Linked DNA regions of Mus musculus: regions 2 and 3 are each linked to region 1. The links are chromatin contacts, called in public HiChIP or PLAC-seq maps. All regions are on one chromosome and are shown on one strand. Each heading gives the region's core, a stretch centred on a gene start, on an enhancer-like site or on the middle of the called end of the contact. The rest is flanking DNA. Distances are from core to core; before and after follow the strand shown. Region 1 has its middle 7.3 kb from the start of Gm34999. Region 2 overlaps Iqck (IQ motif containing K). Region 3 overlaps Gm34762 (a long non-coding RNA gene).

Region 1 (2,611 bases), core at 49-2,548:
TGTGGTTGCAAGGAATTGAACTCAGGACCTCTGGAAGAGCACTCAGTGCTCTTAACTGCTGAGCCATCTCTCTAGCCCCCCCCCCCCCCCCCCCCCGTCTTGATCTTTAAATAGATTTCATGGTTTGCTTGCTTGTTTATTTATTGAGCCAGGGTTTTCATCTGTATCCTTGGCTGTCTTGGAACTCGATCTGTAGACCAGGCTGGTCCTGGATTCACAGAAATCTGCTTGCCTCTGCTCCTGAGTGTTGGAATTAAAGGTGTAAGCCATTATGTCTGGCTCAATTTAAAAAGATACAAGAAGAAATTATAGTTATGTGAGTTAAGTCTAGCTATCACCTGGGGAAGTTTCACCCTCTGTAAGCCTCTATTCAGAAAGTAGGAACAGACAGAGTGACTTTGAGGAGTCAGCAGACAATAAATTGCCTATAAAGCGACAGCATCTCACTGTAAGTGGTGAATCCAAGGAAATGTTACCCAGTGCTATTATCCTATCACCCACACTCTCCTCTACTTCCTCACCTTTTGACTTCCGCTCTGCTACACTCTTTCTCTCTCTTCTTCTGGTGCTGTACATTCTCCCCTTCCAAGAGCTGCTTAAGAATGCTGGAGCTGGTGAGGACAAGGCACCGCAGGACAGGCCGATAGGCCCTGGGGCCCACATGTGGAAGGAGAAAAGTTCACCTCTGACCTCTCCCTGCACCCTCACCAGAAATAAAGATTGCTTGAGTGTGCTTGCACACATGGACAGCCTTGGGCTAAAGCTGGGCTTGCAGACATACAAGCTAGAGAAAGAGAAATACACAGGGTACCTTGGAAAAACATTGGGTGATAGCTGTGTGAACAGCAAATAGGAGGAGCTGCCAAAAGACTTTAGTTAAATAATTTGCATCTCACATACATCTTGATGCTAATTTCATTAGAGTCTATATGTTATCCACATAGAGTAGTGCCTGCCTGCAAGTCTAGCACTTGGGAGGCTGAGACAAGGCCAGCTTGGGCTGTGCAGGAAATACTCTCAAAAAGAAAGGAGAGGAGAGGAGAGAGGGGGAGAAGGACGAGGAGGAGGAGAGAGAGGAGGAGGAGGAGAAAGAAGAGGAGGAGGAGGAGCAGGAAGAGCAGGAGGAGGAGAAAGAAGAGGAGGAGAAAGAGGAGAAGGCAGGGGGGAGGGCAGGGAGAGTATCTTTGGGTAGCAAAGGGCAGCCAGGGGAAATCACCTCTCCACACTTCATGTTCTCCACTTTATAAGCGCACACAACGTCACATGAGTGCTCTTTATTTGTTTGGAGAACACAAAGGTGACCAGCCACAGCACGTCTTGTGCCCTGATTCACTGGAACTTGGCCTCTGCTGCAGGCTGAGGCAGCCTGGGTGGAGGTTTCAAATGTGTCATGAGGTTTCCCAGCCAAATTCCTCCTGTACCAACTTGAAAACCACTATAAAAATAGCCCTTACTGAGGCAGCCTGACCTGTGACAAAGGCTTCCTAGCTTGGAAAAGAACAAGAAAGCTGCTCGGTTTTATCACCACCACTCCCTTCTTCCGCCTCTCCTCTCCCCTCCCCTCCCCTCCCCTCCCCTCCCCTCCCCTCCCCTCCCCTCCCCTCCCCTCCCCTCCCCTCCCCTCCCCTCCCCTCCCCTCCCCTCCCCTCCTCTCTCTCTCTCTCTCTCTCTCTCTCTCTCTCTCTCTCTCTCTCTCATCTACACACATCTATGGAATGAATTTGTTGTGTTTTAAAAATCACCCTTAAAAACAAGAATTGAAGTCATCACCCTTAGACCCTTAGACATGAGTCTCCTGTTTGAGGATGAATTTCCACAGTTCTTAGTGTGTAGTTGGGGCTAATCCTGGGCCAGATGAAGGGTTTAAAAAGCAAAAGGGAATGCTTCTTTCTGTTTTGTTCACAGGATGGCTGGATATCCTGGTCAGGCATTTGGAAGGCCTCCAAGAAAGTCATGATGAGTAAGTGAGTTGGGCTTGGTTTGTGTTCAAGTCCTGAATTCAGGGCTTTTCAAAAGAAAAGGAAAACTCCAGGAACTTTCCTTTCCAAATATCTTAAAAATGTAAGGAACTTTTGTGGGTTAAAAAAAAAAAAAGATAAAAATAAGAGACTGGGTTCAGCTCAGTGTTAGAGTCTTAGTATGAGTGAGGCCCTGGATTCCATTCCTACATCAATCAAACAGTAGATTTAAGAAAGTAAATAGGCCAGGCAGTGGTAGCGCACACCTTTAATTTCAGCACTTGGGAGGCAGAGGCAGGCAGATCTCCAAGTTCTAGGCCAGCCTGCAGGTGAGATGGCTCATCAGGTAAAAGTGCTTGCTGCCTAGCCTGAGGACGGGAAGTCCATTCCCAGGTCCCAAATGTCAGAAGATGAGAACCAACTCCAGCAACCTGCTCTCTAACCTTCACACATGTGTATCCCAGACACATATAAAATATAACAAATGATGTAATTTTTAAATGCTGAAAAAAGAGAGAGCAAATAGCATAGAATTTGTGCTAGAGCTCACAAACTATATTTATTATATAGCGTAAAAATGCTGTGTGTGTGTGTGTGTGTGTGTGTGTGTGTGTGTGTGTGTGTGTGCGCATATTAAGGCTGGAACCCAGGGC
Region 2 (2,611 bases), core at 29-2,528, 630 kb before region 1:
ATTTCTTTGCAGTAATTACATTGCATAATGGGAAGTATTTCTTTCACCGATGGTCATGATGAATGTCGGCTCTGGAACCAGAGTCCTAGGCTCAGACCCTGGTGCTTCCTCTTAGTTGTCTCATAAACTAGATACCTCTCTGGACCTCAGTATTTTCAGTCACAGAATAGGGGAGACTAAGTCACCCAAATGATGATAGCACAAGTCTAGCGGAGCGCAATAGGTAGTGTTTGCCTTCTATGTAGGAGGCTCAGAGCTTGATCCCCAGCACCTCATAAAACTGAGCATACTTTAATCTCAGAACTATGGAGGTAGAGACAGGAGGTTCAGAAACTCAAGGTCAGCCTTGGCTACATACCTAGTTCCAGGCTACCCTGTGCTACATGAGACCCAGGCTCAAAACACCACCCACCACCACCCAAACAAGATCACGAAGTAAAGCAGTTGCTGGTTTGAATAATATATCCCTCGTATTTCCAGCATTGAATGCTTGGTCCCCAGTTTAAGGAGGCTTAGGGGTGTGGCCTTACGTGAGGAAGTGTCACTGAGGGCAGGTGTTAAAACCTTGATGACTTGGTACCATGTTGAGTTAAATCTTTCTGTTTCCTGCACACAAGTTTGAGATGTGAGCGCTCAGTTTCCAGCTCCAGTTGCCATAAACTCTGGAACCATAAGACTTCAAAATAAACCTTTCCTTCTCTAAGTTGCCTTGGCCTTGTTTTATCACAGTAACAGAAAGGTAACTAATACAGTCAGCCCCTGGCTAAGGAGCTACTGCAGTGACTGTACCCTGGCCCTTGGGCTGACTCAGAGGGTCTCTGATAGAGTAGATGGTCACAAAGCAGCCCCTGCTGTGAGTCATTAGTCACTAAAAAAATCATGTGATTAATTTGTGGAGTGCTATGAATCAGGGTGTGACTATTGAGACCCATCTGCTGCCTTGATTGGTTTGAGCTTGTTGGGAATTTCTCATCTTTGTAGATGAGAAAAGACCATTTCCTCCACCATCCTCTTAGAAAGTCACCTCCTGGAGTGAGTTGCTGAGGTTCAGCCACAGGGGAACTGATTGGCGGGTTGGCTCAGCCAAGGACTGGCTCTGACCTTGTAAGTGCAAATAAGACGTTCCTTCTTCAGACTGCAGTTTCCACCTTAAACTGCTAAGAACACCAGCTACACCACCAGGCTGTTCTCCAGAACCAATGGAATCTCATATACAAACAGTGAGTGAGGAAGGCTGGCCCAGAATAAAGGCAGTACTCATGCTTGAGAGCTGCTGAGAGCGTGAGTGTTCTTGCACACACAAAAGGTAATTACACGCTGTGTTTAAGTGTCTCTGTTCACACCAAATTCTTTGGTTGAAACCCTAGCCCAGATGGCGATGGCATCAAGGGGCGAGTCCTTCAGAAAGTGATTGGATTATTTGAGTAGAGCCTGGGAGGAAAGTGATTGGGTTATTTGATTAGAGCCTGGGAGGGAGGGAGACAGGCACTGAGAGGCTGCTTTTCCTAAAACGCATGGTCTCTTCACTTGGCCCACAGAGTAGCCAGACACAGGATGCGAGCCTGGCATGTCTGCTTTCATCCTGTGTCTCTCTTCTTTACTTTGGCTGAAGGCACAGAGGTAAATTACTGTCCCTGATCTCTCTCCAGCCACCTCATACAGCAATTATCCGATGACAGTGAAGCCACATTGAGAAGCATAAGTAATCGAGGCCTGGGGTTAAGACGGATCCTTATGTAGAAATACAGTGGAGTCAAAGACCAATCAGAGTCCACTTTCAACAGGCCTGCTTGATAATAAATGTCTCTTGTCCTCTGCCCCAGTTCTTTCTCTACTTAAACTTAAATGTTCACATCAGTATCCCCAAAGCAAACATAAGTTCCTGTACCTCTTTTAACCGCTCCTCTTCCCAGGGTGGGCATGTTGAATAAATCTCCCGTCTCTGCTTTTTACAATCACTTGTCCCTTTAACTGGGACAAGTAGATGTCCCTTTGTGGGAAGGGGTTGTGAGAGCCCAGGCTTTTGGTCCTAGAAACTCCAGTTTGGGATTAACAGCCTCATAAAAAGAGGCCCCTTGTTAGGACAGCCTAGGAAACAGACTAATGGCACCTTCAGAAGAGCATGTAGTGCTTGCCTGTAAACCTAGCACAGGGAGAGTAGGGGTAAGAGTATAGGAGTTCAAGGCCGTCCCCACCTACACAGTGAATTGGAAACCAACCTGAGCCGCATAAAACCATGTCTTGAAAAAAGAAAAGTTGCGTATGTCAGGGAAGGGAGTTGTACTATCCATGAACTGGGAAGTGGGCCGTCCCTGAAGCAGGATAAAAAGGGAGAAGATGGATATGTTAGCACACCCCTTTAATCCCAGCACTTAGGAGGCAGGGGCAAGCAGATCTCATGGTCTACACAGTGAGTTCCAAAATATCCAGGGCTACATAGTAAAACTGTCTCACCAAAAGGAGGGGGAAGAGTTGGAGGGGGAAGAGCTAGAGGAGCCAACACAGGAATGGGAAGAAATCTAAAGGCCTTCACCCCTGCTAGCTGAGAATAAAATACTCTTACAAATAATGTTATGGACCTGTGGCCATATCAAAATAATACTTGGTAAAC
Region 3 (2,611 bases), core at 47-2,546, 510 kb after region 1:
GATAGCATTGGAAATGTAAATGAGGAAAATACCTAATAAAATATTTTATTTTAAATTTTATTGTGTGTGTGTGTGTGTGTGTGTGTGTGTGTATACAAGTGGTGGAAGGTGAGGAATGAGTCACAGTATATTAGTGACTTTCCATCTCTGTAGTTAAAAACCCAAGAAAGTCAATCTAGAGCAAGAAGGGTTTATTTTGTTGGGGAGGGAGTATCTTTCACAAGTTACTCGGTCATCTGCAATAAGGGAAACATCCCCTTTGACACCTGATGGCATGAACGGTGACACTGATACAGTTAGATTCTGAGTCGCTTCTTTGACAAATGTATGCTGAGCAGTTCTGCGAAAACCACAGAGATAAGAAAATCAAAGATGCTGCCTCTGCCTCCAGGTGCTCACACTCAGTGATCCACAGCAGCGGAGACACAGCATCAAGAGCCACTGAGCAGTAAGCAGCTCATAGCATTAAGCTTGCTCATTCTGTGCTGCAGAAAACGTCCCAATCTCGAAGCTCAGATGGGTGAAGACAGAGCCCATCTTTTCTGTAGCTGAACTTCTCAAGTTCACTCTCAAGCATCCGCCTTTTACCCTGGAAACCCGAATTAGAGGAAAGGTAGTCACTTTGTATTCTAAATGCAGGCTTTGGGGTCGAGTTTCTCTCTCTTTCTCACGATTCTTGCTATTCTGGTTGAATGTTCCTGAGGTGAAGTGCCAGGAGAAGCATCACTTCTGCCATCCCATGCCCCTCTGCTCTCTCTGTGCTCTTTCCTATGGTTCTACAGCAGCTCCTGGTGTTCTCAAGGATTCGGTCCATGCTCTCAACACCCCGGCACAGGGTGCTGTTTCCCACCACAACATCTGTGCTTTCCCCGCTGAAGCTCAAGGGCCTCTACCTACTTCCCCAGCACCACAAGGCTTTGAGAATGGTCTACCAGGTGGTCTTCACTCATGCAATCCTCTCAGCCATTTCTCCTCTCTGGCTGGATGCCATGTTATATTAGTAGCTTCCATAGAAGACATAAGAGGTTTCTATTCTGTCTGGAATCCTACCAGATTTATCAACGGGTCCTTCCTCATGCTGGACCACATGTATTCTGCTCACATATGGTCGATATGCACAAGCCAGATGTTCTTCCCCAAACAAACCAGAATCTCTCTGTGAAAGCCCAGCCCATCTGTGGTCTGGCTGCCGGTGAAAATTAATCAGCATGTTTGGCAGTATAGGCAGTAACGGCCCAAGTCCAGGAGTGACTCATCAGCAAAGCCCTGCAGCTTGAATCAGCATGAATTAGGATTCTGTGTCCATGTTCGTCAGGAAGGCTGATCAGTTGTTGGCATTGAGCAGAAGACTCGTGCATTGATTAGAGCTGCCAATGCTAAGAGTAAATTAAGCATGTCTGAGTGTCACCAGTGAGTTTGAATTTCAAGTTCCCTGAAAGCCTAGTATGCCTAAAACTAGAAGTTTTCTCGATTGCAGATTGAAAGAGCTAGACAGTTGGTTGATCTCAAAGTTCCCTTCCAGCTGGGGAGTGTTCGCTTCCACATCAGGAAGTTAAACAGAATCTTAATTCATCTCTCTATGACTTAATTTTTCTGCGCCAGGAGGGAACAGCAGCCCCCGCATGGTATTTAAGAAAAAATATGTTGATAATGCATCTATAAGTAGTTATATATAATAAATGTGGGTCCAAAGGATACCTTCCTTAATAAGCAAGTGAGGATTTATGGGCTCACTTTCACTCACATTGGGGCCATTATTTATCGCATATCAATGGTCTTTCTGCCCAGCAGACAGCTCTATGTCTATTAACCACTGTTTAAATGGCATCTTTAGGATTTGGGGTGAGCCACTAGCCTCCAAGCTCATTTGAAATTTTTCCATTGCTCATGATAATCTGATTTATGTCACAGGGATTGAATGAGTCATTCAGAGTCATGTTTTGATTCCCACTGGGATCCAACACAACTGAGGACACTTTGTGCATCCAACAAGGATCTCCATGAATGACCCGATTTTCATGATGGAGACAGGCTTGCCCATGAGGATGATGGTTTGTTAAAGGACTTTGACTCTGTGAGCAGACATCCTCTCCTAGTATCTGTGGTGTTGGGGCCCGTCACTTCAACGTTTGGGATCTTGCTTTTGTATGTCTGCTGAGTGAGGGTGGATATTCTGAACCTTTTGGTGGTTTCCAGAATTTGTTGTAGTTTTGCCTGTGAAGGACTTAGCATTCTGCCCTGCAAGAGGTGTTCTATATCTCTTGGTTTCTGTTATAATTACTATACCATACCTGAAGCTTTCATTGAGAAGGGCTACACAAAGAAGACAAAAGTCATTTTTGTAAGGAACCACATGTTAAGGTCAGCTCTGAGGTCCTGGAGTTTATGTTTGAAACCAAGAGCCAGGAAAATAGGAATGGTGGTTTATGACTTCATTTATCTTTAGGCAGAAGGACTTTAGAGGAACTTGGGGCACACTTTTCTGGGGACCGCCTTGGTCAGTCCTCTTGTTTCCCTCGTTGGCTAGCTCTGGGCATGGCACGGCTTGAGTAAGGACTTGTGAATGGTTTTTACATCTGTCAGCTCAAACCCCTTTGTACTCAAGGCAACG

Evidence for each region. HiChIP or PLAC-seq counts read pairs in DNA pulled down with a chosen protein or histone mark.
Region 2: a contact with region 1 is called in a FOXA1 HiChIP or PLAC-seq map of pancreatic cancer cells. The contact joins two enhancer-like sites. A contact is called at or near these places in 1 of 484 Hi-C or Micro-C datasets (embryonic stem cells) and 3 of 115 datasets of contacts at active chromatin or transcription factors (bone marrow-derived macrophages, embryonic stem cells and pancreatic cancer cells).
Region 3: a contact with region 1 is called in a FOXA1 HiChIP or PLAC-seq map of pancreatic cancer cells. The contact joins two enhancer-like sites. A contact is called at or near these places in 1 of 39 promoter capture datasets (liver) and 1 of 115 datasets of contacts at active chromatin or transcription factors (pancreatic cancer cells).

Annotation. Positions count from the first base shown.
Region 1 is chr7:118,251,263-118,253,873 of GRCm38.p6, reverse strand. No RefSeq gene overlaps it. Among named protein-coding and RNA genes, the nearest start is that of Gm34999, 7.3 kb to the left of the region's middle. Within about 2 kb of position 1,298, at least 141 of the 459 cell types and tissues checked have an H3K27ac peak or open chromatin away from gene starts, as enhancers often do. A contact at or near this core is called in pancreatic cancer cells, where this site is marked.
Region 2 is chr7:118,886,143-118,888,753 of GRCm38.p6, reverse strand. The region is part of intron 4 of Iqck (IQ motif containing K); the gene reads right to left. Among named protein-coding and RNA genes, the nearest start is that of Knop1, 31 kb to the right of the region's middle. Within about 2 kb of position 1,278, at least 29 of the 459 cell types and tissues checked have an H3K27ac peak or open chromatin away from gene starts, as enhancers often do. A contact at or near this core is called in pancreatic cancer cells, where this site is marked.
Region 3 is chr7:117,738,491-117,741,101 of GRCm38.p6, reverse strand. The region is part of intron 2 of Gm34762 (a long non-coding RNA gene); the gene reads left to right. Among named protein-coding and RNA genes, the nearest start is that of Gm34762, 19 kb to the left of the region's middle. Within about 2 kb of position 1,296, at least 44 of the 459 cell types and tissues checked have an H3K27ac peak or open chromatin away from gene starts, as enhancers often do. A contact at or near this core is called in pancreatic cancer cells, where this site is marked.